2 separate regions of the Macaca mulatta genome follow, and region 2 is linked to region 1. A link is a contact called in public Hi-C data. All regions are on one chromosome and are shown on one strand. The core of a region is the stretch at or near the end of the contact, and the rest is flanking DNA. Distances in the headings are between cores, read along the strand shown.

Evidence for each region. A called contact is a pair of places that touch in the nucleus more often than the background predicts.
Region 2: a Hi-C map of cortical neurons shows a contact between it and region 1, with 5 times the contacts expected there. The contact joins the promoter of ALG14 here to the promoter of RWDD3 in region 1. A contact is called at or near these places in 2 of 14 Hi-C or Micro-C datasets (CD4 T cells and cortical neurons).

The regions. Positions count from the first base shown.
Region 1 is chr1:145,034,585-145,037,866 of T2T-MMU8v2.0, reverse strand. RWDD3 (RWD domain containing 3) reads left to right here and starts at 1,786. Exons shown (of 4, transcript NM_001266129.1): 1 at 1,786-1,879. The coding sequence starts at 1,795. It overlaps LOC106999795 (a long non-coding RNA gene), which reads right to left and starts at 1,546. Exons shown (of 4, transcript XR_001446706.3): 1 at 1,243-1,546.
Region 2 is chr1:145,198,450-145,201,731 of T2T-MMU8v2.0, reverse strand. ALG14 (ALG14 UDP-N-acetylglucosaminyltransferase subunit) reads right to left here and starts at 1,670. Exons shown (of 5, transcript XM_077952723.1): 1 at 1,512-1,670. The coding sequence starts at 1,647.

The DNA of each region.
Region 1 (3,282 bases), core at 537-3,036:
AAAACCAAATTGTTTGACTTTTAATCGTAACACTGGATTTTGAATTAAAATAACAGTGGTATTTTAAATTAAAAATGTATTCTTTTGTTCAATCTCTTTAGCAGTTAATTTGAACCTACTGAACTGCTGGAACGTCTTTTATTTTGGAAATAAAGGAGTTTTTTTTTTTTCTTTAAGCCAGTTGGCCATATCAGAGATAACTGAGTTTAAATAAGCCTTCATCTTCCCAATTATGTGCTCCTAATTACTCGGGGTCACTGAAATCCCATGGCATCTTCTGAAAAGCATTTTCCCTGCAGTCCATCTTGTTCGGTTTCCTTTCTGTTCCGGGAAGCCAGTATCTTTTCCTTTATCAGATTCCTTTTTTACCAATAGCGGGAATGGTCATGGTGAGTGGATGCAGGGTCTTAAAATCAGCTAACTTTGTTCTGACTTCTGTAGGTCAGTGACAGGAGTCACTGCATAACGACCTAAATTCCCATATTTATCTCATGAAATGTGATTTCTCATACAAACAAAAGTTGTGAGAACTCCATGAGCAAGACCAGCTGCTTTTGGGGGCTGCCAAATTTTAAATTGTTACTGGAAAAGCAAAGACCAGGCAAACATCCGAGAGACAGACCTACTGCAGATAAGTATTGTAATCTTGTTCACTATAATCAAAACAGAATAGATTGCTTATTCTGTTAACCTATTGATATTGCTCACATTTTAAAATTTAGGTGCTGGACTCAAGAATGATAATTTCATTAAGCTTCAAGAGTCACATTGTATTGTATGCATCGAATATCACGAAATCGAAAACACTGCAAAGCTAGTGTTTACACCCTTGGGTCATACCCCAACAGCCAAGGATTCCCACTGGCCACCTGCAGCAGGGCTGTCCCCTGTGAAGGCAGGAGACAAACGAGGAGCCTTAGCACACTTTGCTCCCAGGACTTTGGCGCACACTTCCCATGAGTCCTGGTCCGTCAAGTCAACATCCCGAAGCCAGGACTGGCAGGTCCTGACCCTCCCTTTTTGCACCCGTAAGGGGAAGGGCTCGGGAATCCGGACCTTGTCTAGAGTCCCGGCGCCAGTACCAGTTCGGAGGGCATCCTGGAGGTTGTTACTAACCCGGGCCTCTTCCGGGCTTCCCAGGCACCAGGGTTGCTAACAGCTCCACGGGGGCGAAGAATTTTATTTTGTTAACTGTGGTTATCTCCAACACTCAGTTCAAACCTGAGCAGGGCAAGGTCTCACCTCGTCTCTCGGTCACTTCCCTGCTTGTTTGTTTCTTCCTAACTCCCACGTGTCCTTCGCCCAGTTCATCCCCACCTCAGCAGCCCAAGGCTGGGCGGGGACGGTCGGGGTTCGAAGCCTGCAGCTAAACTTAGAGGGTTTCAGGCTTTGCTGGGAGGCTTCCCTGTGCTCAGAAGAGCCGGGGGTAAGCTGGGCGGTCGCCTCGGGTGCAGACAGAGGCGCCGGGCCTCGACCTCCAAGAAAATCTCCAAACCGAGGGTCTGAGCTTCGCGTCTGTAGTTAATGAGCAAGAGCTTCCGGGCGGAACTTCTAAGGGTCCAGCCCGCCCAGTCTCCCCCTGCCCTCACCCCGTCTCGCCCCGCCCACGTTCGTTTCGCTCCGCCCTCGCCCCATCTCGCTCCGCCCCCGTGCTGCCCGGCTGCGGAGGTGCGGGGTGCCCCCGGGTGGCCGCAGGCAGTGCTGCTCCTGGCCAATGGAGGCGGCGGCGGCGGCGGCGACAGCTACGACAGCGACAGCGGAAGGGGAAGCGCTGAGGGGGCGAGGCCCATAGCCATGGCGGAGCTCGTGCGTGAGGAACTCTCGGCCCTGGCCGCGATTTTCTGCGGGCCCCACGAGTGGGAGGTGCTGAGCCGCTCAGGTGACTACCCCCGCGCGGGAGGGACAGGGCGCCCTCAGGGGCCACCCGCGTTCTCTCTGCGGCTCCTCCCCACCACTGAGCCTGGGCACCCCGCCTGGGCCCACGTATGGGGACCGGGTTAGTTGAATGATGGAGTGACACGTCCTGGAGGCCGGAGTGGTGTCGCAGCGGGCGGGAGTTTGAGGCGACCCCAGAGACACTAAGAGAGCGGTGCGGCCCACTGGGGCCTCTGCCGCCGGTCCTGCTCCCGGAGCCGCGGGCCCCTGCGGTCGGCGTCCCCAGGCCCTTCCCCAGCCTCCCACCATTCAGATCTCACCCTGTAAAGAAGCCTGTGCTGAGGCCCCCTCGTTGTTCTGTGTCATTCCTAAGCACTATGCCCTAGGCCCACGAGAGCACTCCCCGGTTTTAACTTTACACGGGTATTTGTACATCTTAAGTTGCAGGAGGGCAGGGTCTGTTTGGTAATAACTCCAGGCACCTAGAATGGTGCTGGCCAGGCACATGGTAGGTAGTTGGTAAATGTTTGTTGACTGAACTTTTTAATTTATCCAGTGCTCAACCTCAACTTTATCTGCATTCTATTTCCAAGTTGTTTGCTTTTCTGATACTTTTTTTTTTTTAGGTGGAGTCTCGCTCTGTTGCCCTGGCTAGAGTGCAGTGGCTCCATCTCGTCTCACTACAGCCTCCGCCTCCCGAGTAGCTGGGATCACAGGCGTGTGCCACCATGCCTGGCTAATTTATATATATAAGATACTTTTAAAAATAATTTATATATATATATACTTTTTTTTTTAGGTGGAGTCTCGCTCTGTCCCCCAGGCTGGGGTGCAGTGACGCGATCTCGGCTCACTGCAAGCTCCGCCTCCCGGGTTCACGCCATTCTCCCTGCCTCAGCCTCCGGAGTAGCTGGGACTACAGAGTAGCTGGGACTACAGGCGCCCGCCACCACGCCCGGCTAATTTTTTTATTTTTAGTAGAGACGGGGTTTCACCGTGTTAACCAGGATGGTCTGGGTCTCCTGACCTCGTGATCCACCCGCCTCGGCCTCCCAGAGTACTGGGATTACAGGCGTGAGCCACCCGCGCCTGGTCTTCCGATACTTTTTTTTTTAAACAAGCTCTTGAGAGCTTTATTAGTTAGTTAGCCCACATTTATTGAATCCCTGCTGCCTGCAGACTTTGTCAGGGTTTCAAAGACACCGCTACCCATGGCCTCTAGGAGCTTACAGTGTAGAGAGGTTCTTTTCACTATTTTTTGATGATAGGTGAAACTTACTGTCCCTGTATGTGGCTTCTATTGAGTAAAAAAAAAAAAAAAAGCCATTTATGAGAAAGTGCAGTGACTCAGTTTTCACTTAGCTTTCAGATACATTATGTACATGTTTGGGGCATGAGAGTTATCGT
Region 2 (3,282 bases), core at 421-2,920, 160 kb before region 1:
GGGTGGTGGTTCACACCTGTAATCCCAGCACTTTGGGAGGCTGAGGCAAGAGGATTACTTGAGGTCGGGAGTTCAAGACCAGCCTGGCCAACATGGTGAAACACTGTCTCTACTAAAAATACAAAAATTAGCTGAGTGTGGTGGTGCACCTGTAATCCCAGCTATTCGGGAGGCTGAGGCAGAATGGCTTGAACCTGGGAGGTGGAGTTGCAGTGAGCTGAGACTGTGCCACTGCCCTCCAGCCTGGGCAACAGTGTGAGACTCTGTATAGAAAAGAAAAAAAGCAAGATTTTAAATACCCTTTATAATCTGGACTCAGTTTACCTCCCCATATTGAACTCTACACGACAGTGTCCTCTCAACTCCGGCCATTCAAAGTGCTATTATCTTCTTTTCACATCGTCCCACCCCTCAAAACCCTGGCTCTCCCTCATCTGACTAATTCTTGGTCATCTTTCAAGTCTTGGTTTAGCATTATTTCTTCCAGGAAGCTGCCTGTTTTTTAAGACCTGATAAAGTAGTGCCCTTCCTGAAGACTGCCATAGCAATTTGTCCTTCTTACACAATCATTACAAGATTATAGCATTTACCTCATTGTGGCAAATACTCATTTTGATTTATTTTGTTAGGTTTTTTTTTTTTTTTTTTTTTTTTGTATTCTCTATTTCATTCACTGCTGTATCTTTGCATCTCTCACAGGACTTAGCACGGAGTCAGCACTCCGTAGCAAGCAATGTTAGTCAGTTTTGTTATTTCCAGAGGTTAGTTTAGTGTTTGGCTTCTCTAACAGCTCAAAACAGATTAAGTGAATAAAGTAATGTATTATACTCGAACATAAACTTAGTACATTTGCTCATACTATACATGTTCTATCTGGATGCAATCTCCTGCCATCCCCAAATGTTTACATTGTGTGTGTGTGTGTGTGTCTGTCCCTGTCATATATGTCTACTTAAAATTGTAAGCACCTACACAATTGGTGTATTTAGATTGTATTACCTGACAGGTCAGTGGGTTGCTCACACTTTGCCACCCGGTGTGTATTGCTCTATAGTCCGTAGATCATTGTTTTTATCCTCTTGGACTTTGTATATTTATAAATGTGACAATTCATTTTGCCTCATTTGTCATGTAGCATTCGTGTTTCCTAAACTAAATACGCAATACCTAGATTAATAATGCACAACAGCCATACGGGGAAACTGCATGTTAGCATCAAAAGGCTTCTACGTTCTCTCTGTTCACTAATTATTTGTTTGCAAAATATGCGCTACAGAGAGTCTTAATTACAGACAAGTGTAAATTACTTGTCATAAAAAGACCTCTGGGCCGCGTCAGCAAACTAGCCCTTACCCAGGCTAGACTGACCAGTTCCGGCAAGGCAGAGAAACTACAAATCTCTGCATGCAACACTCCAAGAAGTGCTAAGGGTACCAGGGAAGAAGGTCGCGGTGCACTCTGGGGTTTGTAGTGACCAACCCAAGTCCGACAGTCGCTTCCTCGATACTTACCGGACCCAGCTACCACCAAGATACTGAGAGACTCCCGGGGCGTAAAGTCCCTGGAACGAAGCACTACCCATATTCGCAGGATTAGGAAAGCCGCCACAGCTCCTGCAGCAGCAGCTAAAATAAGAACACACACCATGCAGAGAAATGGCGCATGCGTCCAACTTCCGGGGACCGGCCGCTGTCAAAGTTCACAACTACGGGTGCCGAAGCAACTCAAACGCGGAGGGACGCACCTCCTGGTGGGCTGGACTTGCCTGAGCCGGGAGGAGTGGCGGGTCGAGGGAGTAGCAGGGGTCCCGCTGACAATTCATTTTACCTCATTTATCATGAGCATTCGTGTTTCCTAAACTAAATACGCAATACCTAGATTAATAATGCATAACAACCATGCAGAGAAACTGCCTGTTAGCGTTAAAAGGCTTCTACGTTCTCTACGTTCACGTTTGTCGGCGGAACCCTTGCTTCTGCGCGGATTCTGGGCAGCTGCAGCCAAGCGTAAGCTGAAAATCGGAAAGTTAAGCGCTGGGAAAGCTTAATATACGCCCACGACCAGGTCAGGCCGTCTGTGTGCCCGAAAGGCCCCGAAACTCCCGAGTTAGGAGATGTTCTGGCTCTACCCACTTCGTGAATGCCACCTGAAGCTAACGAAATACATCCTTTCTTCTTTTATTTTTTTAATGCCAAGAGAAATGTTTCTGTTGCATGCACAGACATTACTGAAAGTGTTCGCCAGTAAGAACCATAGGCTTCAACATCGAATTTAGGTCCCTCATCCAAATCCCCTCTCCCTCAACACGTATGTTTTTAACTTTTCTCGGCGTTTTCACAGTCTCAGTGTGACCAGAGTAGTTGAGGGTGACCACCGCAAGGTAAGCCACAGTCCTGAGAGGACTGCAAAGCTCAGTGGCTCTAGGTAGCAGGATAGACAACGCACAGTCCTACAATTAATATTCAGTTAATTTTACCACAAAGCATTCCCGGTGTGTTTCTCATGTCCTCAGCCAAAATGATGATCTGCCAACAACCTCTTCAATCCCAATTTTGCTTATTATTATGTCTAATTAATCCACATTACAACATAAGATCAGGAGCCCCTTCATCCCAAATATAATTTGCCTTCGGTCCATCATAGACCTACCTGTAGGTTATACTGAACAGGTATACAGATGAGTAAACAGGTTCAGAAAGGTGCAACTGCTTGCCCAAGTGGAATAGTATCAGATCTAGAATCAGAAACCAGAAATCTGAGTCCTGCTGGACAGGAGTACAGCATCCTGTATTCCTTTGCTAAATTGAAACTTGCCTGATCACCACACTTACCTGGAGCCTAGAATGTGTTTTTAAAAGTGCAGACTCCCAGGGTCCATTGGGAAGCACTGAATCAGAATTTCCAGGGATAGGGCACCTGGGATTAGCTTATGTAACCAGTGTGTCCATTCCTATCAGCAGGCAAGTTTGGGAGACTTTGTGAGTAGAGTTTGTGGACCTTACAACACTTTCAAATTGTCTTCCATCAAATCTTCTTCTCTTTTTTTTTTTTTTTTTTTTTTTTTTTTTTGAGATAGTCTCGCTCTGTGGCTCCGGCTGGAGTGCAGTGGCACAATCTCGGCTCACTGCAACCTCTGCCTCCCAGGTTCAAGCGATTCTCCCGCCTCAGCCTCCCAAGTAGCTGGGACTACAGGCATGCACCAACATGCCCGGATAATTTTTATTTATTTATTTATTTATTTTTAGTAGAGATGGGGGTTTCACCATGTTGGCCAGGCTGGTC